Regions from separate parts of the Sus scrofa genome. Here all the other regions are linked to region 3. A link is a contact called in public HiChIP or PLAC-seq data. All regions are on one chromosome and are shown on one strand. The core of a region is the stretch at or near the end of the contact, and the rest is flanking DNA. Distances in the headings are between cores, read along the strand shown.

What was found. HiChIP or PLAC-seq counts read pairs in DNA pulled down with a chosen protein or histone mark.
Region 1: an H3K27ac HiChIP or PLAC-seq map of skeletal muscle shows a contact between it and region 3. The contact joins the enhancer-like site here to the promoter of QKI in region 3. A contact is called at or near these places in 7 of 47 Hi-C or Micro-C datasets (alveolar macrophages, embryonic fibroblasts, fetal liver and 4 more) and 2 of 2 datasets of contacts at active chromatin or transcription factors (alveolar macrophages and skeletal muscle).
Region 2: an H3K27ac HiChIP or PLAC-seq map of alveolar macrophages shows a contact between it and region 3. The contact joins the enhancer-like site here to the promoter of QKI in region 3. A contact is called at or near these places in 1 of 5 promoter capture datasets (liver), 8 of 47 Hi-C or Micro-C datasets (adipocytes, embryonic fibroblasts, fetal liver and 3 more) and 2 of 2 datasets of contacts at active chromatin or transcription factors (alveolar macrophages and skeletal muscle).

What each region holds. Positions count from the first base shown.
Region 1 is chr1:4,264,343-4,267,042 of Sscrofa11.1, reverse strand. No RefSeq gene overlaps it. Among named protein-coding and RNA genes, the nearest start is that of QKI, 620 kb to the left of the region's middle. Within about 2 kb of position 1,367, at least 12 of the 83 cell types and tissues checked have an H3K27ac peak or open chromatin away from gene starts, as enhancers often do. A contact at or near this core is called in embryonic fibroblasts and skeletal muscle, where this site is marked.
Region 2 is chr1:4,361,638-4,364,418 of Sscrofa11.1, reverse strand. No RefSeq gene overlaps it. Among named protein-coding and RNA genes, the nearest start is that of QKI, 520 kb to the left of the region's middle. Within about 2 kb of position 1,423, at least 2 of the 83 cell types and tissues checked have an H3K27ac peak or open chromatin away from gene starts, as enhancers often do. A contact at or near this core is called in alveolar macrophages, where this site is marked.
Region 3 is chr1:4,881,821-4,884,559 of Sscrofa11.1, reverse strand. QKI (QKI, KH domain containing RNA binding) reads left to right here and starts at 1,319. Exons shown (of 8, transcript NM_001007195.1): 1 at 1,319-1,460. The coding sequence starts at 1,319.

The sequences.
Region 1 (2,700 bases), core at 118-2,617, 620 kb after region 3:
AAAATGATTACATTTAAAACAACAAAGAAAAGATTCCCATGGGTGCTGAAATGAAGTATCACAAACTGGATGGCCTAAAACAATAGGAATTCCCTCTGGTTGTGGAGGTTCTAATTCCAAAATCAGCGTGTCAGCTGGACAGTCCTCCTCTGAAGCCTTTAAAGGGGGTATCCTTCCTGCATCTTCCAGCTTCTGGCCCCCCTGGGCACTTCTTGGCTTGTGGGAGCATCACTCCCATCTCTGCTGCCTCTGTTTCCACGTGGTCTGTTTCTTTTCTCCTCTTCTTATCAGGACGCCTACTGTACTGGATTAAGATCAACCCCAATTCAGTATGAACTCATTTTAACTAGCTTACCTCTCTCAAATCTCTGTTTCCAATGACACCTCCCCAGGCATCAGGGGTTAGGACTTTAATAAGCTCTTTGGGAGGACACCACCCTTTTGGTGACCGACCTGGTAGGATGACTAACACCTTCATTCCTGAGGGATTTGAGCCCTTCTCTGGCCAAGGTAGTTACCTGTGTCCATTCACGGCTCTAGCTGGACAAGAGGACAGCAGGAGACAGCCAACTCTTCCCTGCCCTACTGTGGAGAAGCAGTCTCAGCTTCCTGGGCTGATCAGGATCAATTTCCTCATCCCAAAGGCAACTCCACTTCTCCCTGCTGGTCCTTGGGCCTCAGAAGTCCATGTATCCAGGTGATACGCACACCTGTGGTTCAGTGGAACCTCTTCTATGCTCCCTGGCAAAGGCAACTAGGACCTTCCAACCTGAAGTTCCCAGAGTTGCAGCAATGGAAGTGCAGATTCCGTTTGTGGGACATATGGAATCATACCAGTGCGTCCATGACCGCGTCCACCCCTTGGTTCCCTGACCCATGTCTTCCTCCTTTCAGAGACCCCCTCATCACATGGAAAGTCCTGAGTAGTATGCAGGCTGTGTTCCCCCAGAGCATGGCCTCCAAGCTGCCCTATGCTGGGCCTTCTGTAGGCTGCTCCAGGCCCCTGGAGGCTGACTGCCTCTGAACCATGTGGCATATGACATGGCCAAAGGATTCCCTGGTCATGGGCTAACTTCCACACCCTGTTCTCTGGGCAGGGGCCAGTGCTGCCGAGGCTCTGTGGACAAGAAAGGCAAACTCACACCCAAAAGGCTCATGCAGCTCACTCATGCCTATGGGTTCTGCTTGTGTTGCTCCCACAGGTCTCATTCCAAGGCAGGTTTTGCTGGTATCAACTGAGCAGTCAGACCAGGTGGTGGGGTCAACTCCTATGGGACCAGAGCCTGTACAGCTTTGCAGGGAGAGGCCTCTGCAGTGTGTTCCTACCTGACAGTGTGCTAGCTCTCAGCAGGGAGCGGGCACAAACACTGCAAGCTCTGAGATCTCAAGGCTTTGGCAGTGCGAAAATGCTCAGGCCACCCACTCGGATGTCCCGTCTCATGTTTCAGGATCCTCCAGTTTTGGTCTGGGACATCTCCCTTAGCATCACAGACTTGACTTATGTGAGTATTTAAACATTTCTGCAGCTCTAAGCTCCAGCAACTCTGAGTCTGCTTCTCAGCCATGCCTTCTTTTCTGTCTCAGAGCCTCTTAGGGAGCTACCAAAGGGGCAGACTGACTCTCATGCTTAGCCTTTAATTGTTGTTAACTCCCCTCATTTTTTCACTGTCACCTCTAGGGCATCTTTGCAACTGAATAAAAACCAGCCAAGTCCGGTCTTTTTAAATACCCTTCTCTTTACTGACTCCAAATGCCTGAATCATCACACCATCAAGGACCCTCCCCCATCAGGACACTTCCTCATGTCCTCTTGGGTGAGACACTTGGTAACTAGGCTGCCACTTTGTGCTAGGAGTACATCCCTTTCCTTTCACTCGGGACAGGATCTTGCGTGTCAGCCAGGCATTGCGTGATTTGGTCTCCAGACCTCAGCTAACCACCTGTTTTGTCAGACACTCCTGATACCATATGTGAGAGCTCAGGTCCTTCAAGAAGCAGAATTCAGAACAGAACTAGACAACTTAGCGTTTATGTCCATAGCCCTTTGACACCAGGGGACATCAGAGCCTTGGGTGTTCTTGAAAATACGCCAGCTTGTTTTCTGCTTTCTTTCCATCCAGGTCACACATTGTATGAGACTTCTCCTCTCCTTTCTGACTTTCTTTTTGAGGAGCCAGGCAGCGTTTTGAAAGTTTCCCCTAAACCATGTAATTGGGTACGTTTTCAAAAGCATGACCTCATTTCTTGCGGAAATTCTGTCATTCTCCTTCTACATTTCTCCGTCCATCAGAAGCACAGAGCTTTATCTTTTCTTCCTTTCTTTTCTATCTCTCTTTCTTTCTGTCTTTCTCTCTAAGTTTTGAATGCAAAGGATTATAAATTTCCTTCTCAAGCCCCCTCCACAGGCCTCCTTCCCATTGGCTCTGTCCTTTCCCAGCCGACACCACCCCCATGTGGGACCTACTGGCTTCCTTCCCCCTTTCATTCTTGCCCTCCCTTTCAAACATTTTCCACTTTTTATGCAAAATCTGAAGTGCCAAAGCCCCCATGTGTTACCATGGCAGTCATGTGGTCTGCAACCTTTGCTGGGTTTGAGTTCTAAACTTTGAAAAAAATATAATGGCCTCAAAGAAGCAGGAGGGAGGCAGCCAGAGTGAGAAAGAGGAGAAAAAGAACACAGGGCAGCACCCAAGAAGGGGA
Region 2 (2,781 bases), core at 174-2,673, 520 kb after region 3:
AACTCTTAAACTAATATCCTTAACATCGCAGTGCCATGTGCAAGAACCTATTCCATAGAAACAAAGTATCAGACGGTAAGACCATGTTAACAAAAATGTTTATTGCAGCCCTTGTTCTTATTTGGCAAAACCAAACCCAAAGTAAGCATTATATATTATGAAAATAGAAATCTCACTATGTACTAGTATTAAGTGAGAAAATCAAGCAGGAGAGCTTAGTAACACCTACCATCATCCTTTTTTTTTTTAAAAAAAGAAACTCTAGTGGATTGAGTTACGGATAGCTCGCAAGGTGTGTCTAGGTCCCAACTCCCCTACTTGTGAGCTTGACCTTATTTGGAAATAGGGTCTTGGCAGATGTAATTATGATTAGGATCTGGAGATGAAATTATTCTGGATTTACGATGAGCCTCAAATCCAATTACTGGTGTCTTTATAAAAGAAAGAAGGGGAACATTTGGGACACAGCTATACAGAGAAGGCCATGCAAAGAAACAGGTGGAAACAGAGGTTAGAGTGATGTATCTTCTTGGGCTGCACCCCACAGCCTGCAAGTCCCAAACTTGCCCAGCCCTAGACTGACTAGAGCCTGGAGTCAGCCGTAGAGCTGGGTGGCTTGATGGATGGGGGCGCGTACAGGTCTGAAGCCAGTTCTGGAGCAATACCATCATGTGCGGTGGAAGCTGGGCAGGACATGGCAGCCGTCTTCCCTCCTGGGGTGGGGGGGTTGCCAGGAATGGGGGAATTGATGTCAGTTTGGCTCCTCAGTTACCAGGGAAAGCAGCAGAGCCCCCCGGCCCCCCACTTTGATAAGCCATCAGGGTGGAGATGCTCTCTAAGTCCTCACGAGCTGGGCCGGGGCAAGTGTGTCGGAAGGTCAGCCTGCTGAGCAGGTGTGGGTGAAGCAGGCACTGGTCGAGCAGGGCACGTACAGAGAGGGGAAGAGCCATCTGGGTGCGCGACTGACCGTACGCAGCTACACGCCAGAAAGGTCAGCAATTGCCTGCAGCCATCAGAGTGATTCTCCCTCAGAGCTCTAGAGGAAATGACCCTGCCAAAATTTTGACTTCAGACGTCGACTTTCTGAACTCTGAAAGGATAAATTTCTGTTTCAAACTATTCAGTTTGTGGCGATTTGTAAAGGCAGCACTTGGACACCAGTACAGAAACTGCTTCTATGGAGAGGTAACCTCACCTCCAGAGGGTCAGGCTGGGTGCTGGTCCCAACGCTTCCCAGGAAGCAGAGTCCTGGGGCTTCTCTGCACTCTGGTCCCCAAGGATGGTCCCAAGCTAGAGGGCAGTTGAGCACTGCCTGGACTTCCCCTGCCTGGTCCTTGCCCTCAGCCCCAGCCCTGGTCCCTCTACACACTCTTTGCTCACCCACATAAACCCTCCAGCCTCTCCCAGGGACTTGGTGGGTGTGCAAAGGGCAGGAGCCAGAGAGTTTCAGAGTCATGTCCTTGCACAACTGAACATGAGTGTCCATCTAATGTGGATTCTGAGAGAAAACAGGAAGCTGCTTGACCACTTCTTTTTTTTTTTAACTTTTTAAAAATTTTATGAGTATAGTTGCTTTACAGTGTTGTGTCAAATTCTATTGTACAGCACAGTGACCCAGTCACACACATATTTACGTTCTTTTTCTTATACTACTTTCCATCATGGTCTATCCAAAGAGATCGGATAAAGTTTCCTTTGCTGTACAGTAGGATCTCATTGCTTATCCATTCTATTTTTTTTTTTTTGTCTTTTTGTCTTTTTAGGGCTACACCCATGGCATATGGAGGTTTCCAGGCTAGGGGTCTAATTGGAGCTACAGCTGCTGGCCTACACCACAGCCACAGCAACACCAGATCTGAGTCGAGTCTTTGACCTACACCACAGCTCACAGCAATGCTGGATCCTTGACCAGCTGATCGAGGCCAGGGATCCAACCTGCAACCTCATGGTTCCTAGTTGGATTTATTTCTGCTGTGCCACAATGGGAACGCTTCCGTATCCATTCTAAATGTGGTGCATATATACAATGGAATACTATTCAGCCATAAAAGCACAAAAAATAATGCCATCTCCAGCAACATGGATGCAACTAGGGATTCTCATACTGAGCCAAGTAAGTCAGAGAAAGACAAATACCATATGATATGATTCATATGTGGAATCTAAAATATGGCACAAAAGCTTGACCACTTCTTGCTTGATTGTTGCCAGAAATGTTCAAGAAAACCAGAAATTTGGACTTTTTTCTGAAGTTTCTCAATTTATAACCACTGATGATGATTTCAAAATTTCAAATGCCCCATGTAGGCTACAAAAAAAGATGTCTGAGGACAGAATTTATTCTTGGGTCACTAGTTAGTAACCTCTGAATTTTGAACTTTTTCTTTGTTTTTGTGAAACAACTAACTTAAAGCATTCTCTTAGAAGCTAATTTATCCCAAGGTAGTAATTGCTTAAGTATAACCACTTTTAAGGTTTCTTGCATCTTGGCTAGTCCTTGGTCTTGAGGTTTCCTAACTTTTTCAAAGGAACTTTTTTAAAAATTTGAAAACCCCCTTTTTAAAAAAAATTAAAAAATAAATTTACTGGAGTAGAATTGACTTGGAAAACTCAAAGTTCAAAAAAAAAAATTCAGATTCCCACATGACAGTAATTATTCTCTAAATACCTTTTGAATAAAATATATACTTATGTGTATATTATTTCAAAAACCTGTTAAAATCAGGCAATACTTTTAAACAAATGCACGTTTTGGTAATTTCAAACCAAATGTACATGTCG
Region 3 (2,739 bases), core at 70-2,569:
CTCCCCCGCCCGCCCCACGCAGGCGCGCGGCAGGCCCCGCACCTCCCCCTTCGCTCGCGGGGCCCCAGCGGGGGCGGGGCGACCCTCGGAAGGGGCGTGGCCGCCGGCCTCGACGCACGCACGCGCTCTCGGACCTTACGGCTACGTGTCGGGCCACGTGACGCCCACCCCGAAAGTCCCCCGTGAAGCAACAGGACGTTAAAAAAAATTTTTTTTCGGGGTGGCGGGGAGGGTGGTTGGGAGGCTTTTAAAGAACCATAATAACGGGGGAGAGGATGGGGCCGTGCGGCGGCGAGCGCAGCCCTGGCGCGCCGTAGCCCGTCCCGCTGGAAATCCCTCTCACCAAACGCCACAGCCCGACCGCGCCCGCCAGACGAGCCGGCCGGCAGCGGGGAGCGCGAGGCGACGCGGCCCGCGCCCCCGCCCCAGTCGAAAGCACAGCCACCCGGCGCCCTCCCCCGTCCGTCGGCCCCGCAGCGGCCCCTCCCTCCGCTCCTGCTCGCCCGGGGCGCCCACCCCGGCGCCCAGGCCGGCTCGCCCCGCGCCGCCTCCGTCACGCTGCCCGCCGCCGGCCCTTCAGGCCGCCCACCCCGCCGGAGGGCGACGGCTCGGCGGCGGCGGCGCCTGGGCCGGGGGCTGCGGGGGGCGGCGGCGGCGGGAGGAGGAGCGCGCCGGCCGGGCCCCGCTAACGGCCGCCCTGCGCGGCCCCGCCCGCCGCCCGCCCCCGGCCCTCCCCGCGCCGCCGCCCCTCCCCCCGCGCCGCCGCCGCCGCCGCCGCTGGCAGCGCCGCCTGAACTGAGGCGAACTCCGCCGCCAAGTGAGTGAGGAGGAGGAGGAGGCGAGGAGGAGGAGGAAGAGGAGGAGCGGAGTCAGAGCGCGGCGGCAGCGGCAGAGGCGGCCGCGGCGGGGACCAGCCCAGAGAGACCCCGAGCCCGCGGCAGAGGCGGCGGCGGCGGCTGAGCGGGCGCGACCAGCCGAGCGAGCGGCGGCGGCCCGGCTCCTCCTCGTCCGGCGCCGAGCGGCCCGCGCCCGCACTCGGCCCGCGGAGACCCGCCTCCCGCCCGCCGGCCTCGTGAGGGACGCGCCGAGCCGGCGGCCGAGGAGCGGCGGCGGGCCGGGAGCGCGTCGGGCCGCGGGCGGAAAGTGCCTGCGGGGGCGGGGAGAGCGCGGCGAGCGCGCGGTCCGGCCGCCCCGGCGCCCGGCGCGGGAGCGGAGCGGAGCGGGACGCCGAGTCCCGAGCGGCCGGCGGCCGGGGCTCCCCGCCCCTCCCTCCTCTCCGGCGGCGGCGGCGGGCGGAGTGAGCTGCGGAGCCTGGAATATGGTCGGGGAAATGGAAACGAAGGAGAAGCCGAAGCCCACCCCAGATTACCTGATGCAGCTGATGAACGACAAGAAGCTCATGAGCAGCCTGCCCAACTTCTGCGGGATCTTCAACCACCTCGAGCGGCTGCTGGACGAAGGTGAGTCGCCTCGCCGGCCCCTCGGGCCCGCGCCCGGGCGGCGGCCCCTCTTCCCGGGACCCGACGCCCGCCGGAGTGGGGAGGGCGGGAAGGTCGCGGCCGGCGGGGACCGTGCGCCCGGGGACGGAGAGGCCCGGGCGGGGCGCACGGAGGCGGCGCCGAGGCCGGGCTCGCGGGGCGCGCCGGGGCCGGGGCGCGGGCGGGACCTGCGGGCGGGACGCCCCCCCCCCCCGGCCCCTGGGCCCCGGGTCCCGGCCCCCGCGCCCCGCCCGGGCCGGCCTGGGCGCCGGCGTCGGAGCGCTGGGGGAGCCTGCAGGCCGGCCCTGCTGCGCCCCGGCTCCCGGCCGCGCCTGCGAGCACCGCGACGGCCCGCAGCCTCGCGGGCCTCCGGGGGAGCGGCCCGGCCTGCCCGCCCCGCGCCCCGCGGGCGCCTGAAGGACACCGGCTCGGGGCCGCTCCCGAGGGGCCTTCCCGCGGGTCGCCGGCGCTTCCCCCACTGGGAGATGCCGTGGGGCTTTGGGTTTTTCGAAGTTTGCGTGGCTTGTGAGTACTCGAGGGGAGTAGCGTGGGCTCGCTAATTGAGAGGGGTTCCACAGCCGACCGAGAGTAACGCCGCTTCAGCCCGGGGCGAGGACCGAATGACAGCGGAAAGCACTTTTTGTCCTTTTGTTTGGGGAAGCGAGAACTGTTGGGGAGTTTAACTTCACTTCGGGGGGGGGTGTGAACGCGAAATACCGCGAGGACAAGTGTAAACGTAATCCCGAGTTTCAAAGAACTTCGGCGGAGAGCTTCTCCCGAGGACGCCGTTGCCTTAGTTTGCAAGACAGGAAATCAAGACGTTTGAAAGGGCGACGATAAAAACGAGTAAAAGTTTGCCAAAACGCTGTGTTGGTGGAGAGCTGTGAGGAGCGACGAATGTCGAGAAGATTAATTTTGACCCACTCTGGAATTACTTTAACAAGGTCTTGTAGCAGTGACCCGGAGTGTTAATTTCTGGTCGCTGTGCACGTCTGTGGACGCCGAGGGAAAAATATGACCAACAAAAATGTCTGTTTTGAAAGTCGAGTAGCAAGGAGTTTCTCTTTTCTGTGTAGAAGCATCCCCGGAGGACTGTTAAACGAAAACGGAAAAGTATATTTTATACAATGAACAATGGATTCCAGATTTTTCACAAGAATTTTGAGGAATTTTAACCATATAGAGCTGGAGAAAAAGGAATCTGAACATTAGAGAGTTGGGATGTCGCGAAAGAACAAAAGACCGGAAATGTCTCCGTGAT